Regions from separate parts of the Rattus norvegicus genome. Here region 2 is linked to region 1. A link is a contact called in public Hi-C data. All regions are on one chromosome and are shown on one strand. Each heading gives the region's core, a stretch centred on a gene start, on an enhancer-like site or on the middle of the called end of the contact. The rest is flanking DNA. Distances are from core to core; before and after follow the strand shown.

Region 1 (4,524 bases), core at 1,068-3,567:
CCAAAAACCTTGTGTATACTCAGCTTCATGGAGATGTTGGCTGTGTTATTACTAAAACAGAGACAGAACTAGACAGGAACCTGAGCCATTTAGAGTGTCTCCCGTTACTCCTGTTAAACAGGCATGGAAGCAGGAACAAGATTCGGCTTTGAGGGGTTGGGGATTTAGCTCAGTGATAGAGCGCTTGCCTAGGAAGCTCAAGGTCCTGGGTTCGATCCCCAGCTCCGAAAAAAAGAACCAAAAAAAAAAAAAAAAGATTCGGCTTTGAATTTGTGTTTCAGTGCAGGTCAGATACACAACTAGGGCTATTTGACATAAAATTAAACTTACCGAGTTTAGCAACCATTTGCAAAGCAGTTCCTGTGTGCCATATTTGATGTGATGGCTCTGAAGTAACAGGGGACTGAGCAGTTCCTGCTCTTAATGCCATGAAAACCTGATCACAGATGTTCTTGTGTTGTGAGTGGCTGTCAATGATGGTCAAAGTGACCACATTTAAGGGGTAAAACCTCAGGGAATTAGAGGAAAAACAGCCCAGTCATACATAGAGAGGGGGTCCTGGCAGGGCCTTTGCAGGGTTTCTCACCCCCCATCTTCCTGGACTCCCTTCTTCAGAGGCTACTCTTTCAGTTCCACTGGGGTTTCAGCGCTCTCTGTCCTTTGCACAGTTTCCTCATTAGCCAGGATCTGTAAGGGTGGGAGGGGAAGGAGGTACAGTGTGGGAAGGTGGATGCAGTCATGAGAAAAGGCAAGGACATGGCCCCTGATTTGTTGTTCTTGCCCTTCTTCCTTTTGTACCCCCACCAGGTGACTCATGTGTTTGGCTCCGGGCAAACCCATAGCCTTTGTCACCCAGTGGAGTATACTGATCAGGGTGCGCACTCTTTCTCTGAGGAGGGAGTCTGCTTTGAGCTGAGGCGCCAGCTCACAGATCAGACCTGGTTTCCTGAAACTCTATCACAAAAATTCCCCGAGCCAAAGGAGAGGGAGTTACCTGGAAAGGGAGAGCAACGAGTTGCCAAGAGTTTCAGAATCCTGGGGCGTATGAAGCATTCAAGCTGCATCCTGAAACCTGTCAGATTCGATGTTTTGTCGGGGACAGGATTCTGAGCACTGGTCACCCTCAGAGGTTATTTTAGGGGGAATACTGTCACCTCATCCCCTCAGCCACCAAGTCAGAAATTCTCAGAGACTACGGTGGTCATCAGAGGTGCTGCTACTTAAGGCTTGGTGCCACAAGGGTGGGTGCGGTAGGGTGGGGTGGAGGTGGGGTTCTGGTGCTCAGATCCCCTGCTCTGGCCAGAAAATACATCCACAAAGTTGTGCAATCATCAACAGTGTCTGGTTCTAGAATTTTCATCACCTCAGAAGGAGGCCCCGTACCCACACTGTAATGTCTCCTCACAGTTACTCCTTAGTTTCATGCTCCAGGAACCTCTAACCTTTTTTCTATTATGGTGGGCTTGCCTGTTATGTGAGTTTCCCATAAACGCACCCATTTGTGATTGGCTTCTTTCTCTTAGAGTAACATCTTCAAAGTTCAGTCACGTCGTAGCCTGGATCGGTGCTTCATTTTTTTCACGGCTGAAGAAAAATAATTCATTGTATGGTAATACTATGTATGCTTTGTTTAGCCATTCAAAAGTTGATGGGCATTCGGGCAGTTTTTAGCTTTTGGTTATTGGGAGCAGTGGTGCTATGAACATGCCCCCTGGCACAGCAGTCCACAATACAGGGGGGAGTACACTGTGCATTTTTTCTCCCAAAGCCATCTTGCCGCACAGGGGGAGTTACTGCCACATCACATTCCCCCACTGGATGGAAGGTTTTCTGAAACCAGGGGTTTCGTTTCTATACAGGATGGCCAGTCTGTTGTCATGGGGCTGTCTGGCTTTCCACGTGGTTTCGACTTTGGCTCTCTACCCACGCCCCGCAGCTGGGTTTGGAGCTCATACTGCGTCCCACTTCTCTCTGTTGTCTTCCTGTTTTCTCATGCTTTTTAGCTGTCACACAGACATTCTTTCTTGATGCTCTTTTCCATGTTCTCTTTACTTTTGGACACAGGGTCTCATGTAGCTCAGGCTGGCCTGGAACATACTGTGTAGACAAGGATGACCTTAAAGTCCTGATCCTCCAACAATGCTTAGTCCAGGTTATGTGTCAACAAGTGCTTTACCATCTCTTCCGCCACCACTCCTCAACTGCGCAGGCGCAATGCCTCTCCCATCGTCTTTTCCGCCACTACTCCTAGACTGCGCAGGCGCAATTCTTTTCTTTTCTTTCTTTTTTAAATGCCTGATAGTGGAGGTACTTGTGGCTGCTAGAAACTGTTAGTGATTCGCGTGCGCTGTTTACGGAGTGTGTTAGCGATGGCGACAGCGGAGGAGAAGCGGACGTCACCGGAGCCCGCGGCCGCGGAGAAGCCCGCGGAGCTGCCGGCCGCCGTACGCGCGAGCGTGGAGCGGAAGCGGCAGCGGGCGCTGATGCTGCGCCAGGCCCGGCTGGCGGCGCGGCCGTACCCGGCGGCGGCGGCCACCGGAGGTGGGGGCCCCCTACGGGCGCGCGCATAGCCTTCATCCGGCGGGTTTGGGACCGCATCCCTAGCCTTCCCACTGCGTCTTGGCAGCCGACTCCAGCTCGGTGTGCGGGAACAGCTGTGCATGCCCGTATCTCCGCGGTCCCAGGCCATCCCTGTCGTGCCCTGTGCTTGGCACATCTATGGTGCAGAACTTTCAGTCTTGCAGCCATTAAACAAGCCTGCACCGTCTCCCACTCCAGCACCCAGTAGAACTGCCCCAGACCCAGTCTTTTACATGCGCCGCGCCTGCTTTCCAGCGCAAAGTAGATTAACACCCGCAGAGCCCCGCACTTTGGAGTTGACACGGCTTGGTAACCTTGTTTTACTTAGTGGCATATGCCCTGGGTTCATTTTGGCTATACTTGGCATCTAAGGGTAGCCCCTGCCTTGCTGTTTTCCCGCTTTTTAATGCCCGTCGTGCTTTCGGCTGCTGGCATTTCTCTTGGGAGTAATTCACCTGAGTTATTTCTACAAAAGTAATTTACTTTTTTATCCCTTTCTCACGACTCCACATAGTGCGTGTGTTTGTGTAGTACTTGTTTTGGCAGTATGTTAATAAATAATAATACTAAATAATGCGTATGTTTTATGGCAGTTTGTACTTTTAGACTTGCCATTGAATTTGATTTGTTACTCTTGACCAGCAGAGCTGGTTTGTAGCTTAGATTTGAATCTTTCAAAACCACTTGAAAGTCCTCATATGCCATTTTGTAACGTAAAAAGTAATTTCCATTATCTTTGTTGGTTATAGTGCAGATCTCATAAGTCCGTATTGCAGCCTCGGTTTCTCATTATCCATATACAGATAGACACTGTTAGATACATGTCTCACCACTGTCCTTCTACCTGCTGGGAACATCTAAAGCCATGAGAGTTTCTACAACTTCAAACAGCCTGGCAAGTAGGGAGACAGAATCGTTCAGTTCCACACGAGGAGTCCAGAACATCGGGAAAACTAGAAGAGCAGAAGTAGTCTGTTGCTGAGACAGATTGTAACCAGAGCTGCTGGGGAGGCTGAGGCAGGGGGATCCTGAGTTCAAGAACTGCCTGGGATAGAGTTCCAGGTCAGCCTGAGCAAGTTAGGGAGGCCTCGACTCTAAAAACCAGACAGAGGGCTGTGGATGTAGCTCGCTAGTCGAATGCTTGCCTGGTGTGCTCAAGACCCTGGGCTGGAAAAAGAAAAGTAGCCTAGGGCTGGAGAGATGACTCAGCGGTTAAGAGCACTGATTGCACTTCCAGAGGTCCTGAGTTCAACTCCCTGCAACCACATGGTGGCTCACAACCATCTGTAATGGGATCAGATGCCCTCTTCTGGTGTGTCTGAAGACAGGGACGGTGTACTCATATGAATAAAATAAATCTTTAAAAAAAAAAAAAAGAAGAAGAAGAAGAAGAAAAGAAAAGTAGCCTAAGTTAGGCAAGGTTGGCCAGTCCACCTGGTAAGTTTTGTTGCCCTTGGAAACAAGGGAGTTCCCTTATTTTAGGGAGTTCTGGTATCTTGTTTGAGTACCCCGTTCCTCATTTCACTCACCACCCTGGGGAGAAAGGGGTTTCTCCTTCAGAGTTTATACTGAGTGAGTTTTCCCTTCAGTTTGCTGTCGTGGGAAATCATTTCTGTTCTTTGCTTCTGCAGCTAGATCCTCAGACACTTCCCAGCTAGGCTCACCCCATGCTCGCTTTCAGTTCTGGTTATTCTGATCCTCTTAAAGTGATTTTTTTTTTTTTGACAAGTGTCTAGTATAGAATCCTCAGAGTAAAGACTAGTTATTGCTACTCTCCTTTCTCCTCAAGGTTGTGGTCCCTGTCTTACCAAGCCTCGTGTAGAAAAGAGTTTACAGAGCGGGACTGGAACCATCCTCAGGAAGGCTTAAGGCTTTACTTTGGCTGCTATCTAGAAACTTGGGATTTGGTGTGTTTCCACTATTCCCAACCTGGTGGTTTACTGT
Region 2 (4,222 bases), core at 1,469-3,968, 270 kb before region 1:
AAGACTTAGAACAGGAACACCATAGCACACACAACCCACTTGGTTTTAGGCACCATTGTGTATTTAAATTATCACACGCATCCTGTATCAGTCAACTTTAACAATCCATTCAACTGGAGACCTAGGTCTGCCCAGCACCCCCACAAGTCTGTAGGGGCCCAAGCGTCAACCTATCAGTTTTAAGTACCAAGAGTTTCTGCTGTTTTTGAGGCAAAGAGGCCCTGCAGTACCCTGCCAGTCTCATATTGACTGAGACCTGCCTGCCTCTGCCTCCTGAGGACTGTGTCAGAGCACCAGCACACTCAAGAGAGGTCAGCTCATTTAAAAGGCACCGTCTTGGTTGAACTCTTGCCTTAAGACACTGCATGTGAAACACAAGGCGCCCGAATTGCCAGGAGTGATGGTACCAGTACTCAGGAGGGAAGGAAGGGGGATGGCAGGTTAGAAGTCAGCAGAGACTACATACTGCTTGAAGGGCCATGTCTCCAAAAAAAAAGGGGGGGGGGCGGCAAAATATTTGCGACAATTTTCCCTTCAAATCCTTCAAGTTTAGGTCAAAGTTTTTCTAAATAAGCATTAACCAATGGCCTGACTCCCTCCAAGTAGCTTGCCCTTCACAACCCCCATAATCTTCGTGGCTATCTCAAAAAGACACTTTCCCCCTATACTGCCAAGGTACAAAAAGGAGGTAGCAAGCCCCCCTCCCATTGTGAGGCCCAGGAGGGCAGCAGATACTCTTGTTTACACAAGTTTCTCAGGCCCCGTCATACTGTAAGCTAAACAACGCAATAAATCAGTGGTTCAAGAGACCCAAGGGTGGCCAATGGCCAATGCTTTATCCGTCAACCACTTGTTGCTTGCAGACCCTGTAAAGGTGTAGTCCCTAATTCACTTCTAATTCCATGGCTCTAGCCTTTGTCAAGAGGGTTTAATATGAAAATGGGTGTTTTACCTAAATTTAGTTACTTCATATTCCATTGATTTTTGTGGCTGACTAGAGTGAAAAGCTCAAGGCTTAATACTAATCTTTTCAAGTTAAAGGAAGAAGATGGTTCAACAACTCAATTTCCCAGCACGTGGTGGGCACAAAATGTCTGACTGAGGGATGGAAGGGACACGTGCCGGTGAAATGCTCAGGGCCCCGGGGAACAGGGACACCACCCAATCAGTCCTCAGGGACCGCCCCACACTTCGGAGGTGCCGACCTCAAGGCCTGTGGCAGGGAACACAAAGCCTCGGGCATGCCAGGCGCACCAAGGCAGGCCATCTCCACAAGTTCCCAACTTGTTAGCCACAGTCACCTGCGTACGCCAGCCCAGGCCGCGGGCCGCCCGTCCCACAGGACATCGTGGGGCCGGGGTCGAGCCCAGACGCGCCGCGGCGCACGAGGGCGGCGTCGGGCCCGCGGCCTGCGCTCGGTCGGCCGCAAAGGCCGCGTGGAGCACGTGCGGGGCCCAGGCCGCCCCAGCCCCGCGTCGGCCACCGTTGCCCTTTTAAGAAGGGGGAGGGCGCCCGCGAGGGAATGAGGCGGCGGCGGTGGCCGAGCGCCGCGCTTCCAGTGCGCGCGGAGCCCAGCCCGCGGGGCGGGGGCAGCCCGGGGACCGACAGGCAGCGCGAGGGCGGCCGGCTCACCCGGCGGAGGAAGACGGCGCCCGCCAACATGGCGCTGTGGCGCGCCCCGGCTGGCGCGCGGAGCCGCCGGCCGCCCACACCGAGGGGCCGGCCTCCCTCTCGGGCAAGGCCCCGGGCGGCGGCGCGGGGGAGGGCGAAGCCACCGCGGTGACGGTGCCCGGCCGACCCAGGAAGCCCGCGTGGGCAAGGCCGAGGGCGAAGGCGAGCCGGGCAAAGGAGGGGCAAAGTTGTATTTTTAGGCTTGAAAAATGGCGGGAAGCGCATCCTTTTTTCAAACTTGGCCTCGGGAGGGGCGGCGGTTGCGCCACCTCCGCCGCCAGGCCCGCCCCTCCCCCGTTCCGCGCCAGGCCGCGCCCGAGGGGGCTCCGTGCCCCTCAGGGACCCGAACCCCCTTCTCAGCGCGGGCCGCGAGGCCCTGCGGGCCGCGGGGCGCATGGAACCTGGCCCGGCCCCGCGGCGGGCCTGGCGGCGCGGCTCCTCGGCAGGCCCGGCCTCCGCCCGGCCGCGCATCCCGGGAGGCTGCAAACATGGCTCCCAGCGTTACACAACCCCCGCGCCCGCCCTCGCCGCCGGCCACACGCACAAGCGCTCCCTCCGGGAGAGGACCGAGCAGGCGAGCGGCTCAAAGTTTGCTTTTCCACCCGCCGTCCTCCCCGTGGCCACGGGGGCCCGCGGGCGCCAAAGAGTTAATGCCCGCGCGCTCGCTCCCCCCTCCGCGCCTTCCGCCCGCCTTCCCTGTCCCCGTCCGAGCTGCGAGCAGCGCCTTCCCCGCGCCGCGGCCGGAGCCCGGTGGCCCGCAGGTGGCCACCATTACTTGCAAGTCATCGGGGGCGCGGGTGCCCGAGGGGTTCTGCTTACAGCTGCCGGGGTCCGGTTCCTCAGCTCCAGGTGGATCCTCCTCTTCATGTCCATGTTCCCCTCGTCCCCCCTCTCCAAACTTAACTTTCCGCGGCGGGGGCGGAGGGGGGAGAGGCGACCCGGCCTGCGCGGCGAGGGCCGTCGGAAGGAGGCGGCTGGAGGAGGCGGCGTGGTCCCGGGCGGCGTGCGGGCGTGCGGGCGAGCGGAGCCCCCGGAGCCAAGTTACTCGCGGGAGCGGAGAGAAACCATGGAGGGAAAAGGGGGCTGGAGCGCGGCGCTGGCCTCACTACCGCCGCCCCCGGCCAAGGCCCCGCACTGCGCTTAAACCGGCGACGCGACGCGGCGGCTGCTCGGCTCCACTCGGCCCTGCGCGGCGACGCTCGGCTCGGGAGCCCGGGCTGCAGCGCGGACTGGGGAGGCGCACGGAGGGCGGGGCGGGACCCGCCTTAAACTCAGCCAGGACTGCGGCGCCGCCTCCCGGGCCGCGCGCGCCTCCTGGCCCTCGGGTCGCACGTGGGCTGGCTGATGTAAGACCTTCCGGTGCCGGGACCCCCACCCCCCACCCGCGCTCGCCTGTACGTCTATGGACAAGCTTTGCCTCGCGCCTTCCGGGCTCTCCCAGACCCAATTTCGCCTGAGCCTTCAGACGCCCTCAGAGGCTGTGGCTTTGGGGTTCACCCTGTGCCCCCTGTTTGAAGACCACAGCCCGACCTCACAACCTTTAGGTCCAGTGATGTTAGAAGTGCCTTCGAGTACCCCTCGTGAGGCTGTGCTCGCTGCCCAGCCGTACTGTACTGCGTAGTACTTGCGAGGAAGCTGCACTACGACACTGGCAGGGGCAGCTCCAGCCACTTGTCCAAGCCATGCCCCATCTGCGCATCCCCAGTTCAGGAGACTTTCCCTCGGCGCTTTTTTTTTTTTAATTTTTTTAAAATATACTTTAAAACTTTATTGGTATGTAAACTACAAACTGTCCAAAGAGACACAGAACGACTATCCATAAACACTTTTTAAACATGTGAGCTACTAGTAAAGGAAGCCATTAGTAATTTTAATGAAGCCTCAGTCCCTACCCTCTGACTTTTATCTCTTGGCGCTCCTGTGGAAGATGTATACATTCTCGGTCTTCATTAAGGTGAATCCTGGGCTGGCAGCCTTTGTCAAGATCTAATTTTAAGAGTCCCTGGATTTAAAGCACACGACTTTGTGTTAAGTCAGGAGCCTACTTCATTCTGATATTAACCAGAGGCACCAAAAATTACTATTTAATGGAGAAAAACATTATTCTAGGTATTACCCTAAGATTTTAATGGGAGAAGCTTCTATCATCCCATTTTGGCTTAGAGGCCCAAACTTTTAAATGGACTATATATCAGTTTCAGAAATAATTCAGGGTAAAAGAAAATGTGTAGGTTATGGAGAAAGGTGAACACTTCTAGGTGTAGATTCATTCATGACTCCTGTGGTAGTCTGGAAGGCCACAGGAGAATGTGGGGAAAGGAAGGGAGTGGTATGCTCCTTGTCACAAACGATCTCTAACTATAATGTGATAGGCTTCACTGAGCTATGCAAAAGGAAAAAGAAAAAAGTCTACTGAGACGCTTCCATAAGCAATCACCGAGCATTGGCTTTTAAGAGCTTGCTCTGTTATGCCCCATTTAACTTTCAGCTACCCCTATGATGTTGGTGATATCTTAATTGAAAAAATGAGGAATTAGGGTTTAATCACTAC

What was found. A called contact is a pair of places that touch in the nucleus more often than the background predicts.
Region 2: a Hi-C map of Schwann cells shows a contact between it and region 1, with 4 times the contacts expected there. The contact joins the promoter of Anp32b here to the promoter of Xpa in region 1. A contact is called at or near these places in 5 of 12 Hi-C or Micro-C datasets (the Rat2 cell line, Schwann cells, frontal cortex and 2 more) and 1 of 1 datasets of contacts at active chromatin or transcription factors (oligodendrocytes).

The regions. Positions count from the first base shown.
Region 1 is chr5:65,269,125-65,273,648 of GRCr8, reverse strand. It overlaps Xpa (XPA, DNA damage recognition and repair factor), which reads left to right and starts at 2,317. Exons shown (of 6, transcript NM_001399041.1): 1 at 2,317-2,541. The coding sequence starts at 2,370.
Region 2 is chr5:65,537,368-65,541,589 of GRCr8, reverse strand. It overlaps Anp32b (acidic nuclear phosphoprotein 32 family member B), which reads right to left and starts at 2,718. Exons shown (of 7, transcript NM_131911.2): 1 at 2,491-2,718. The coding sequence starts at 2,544.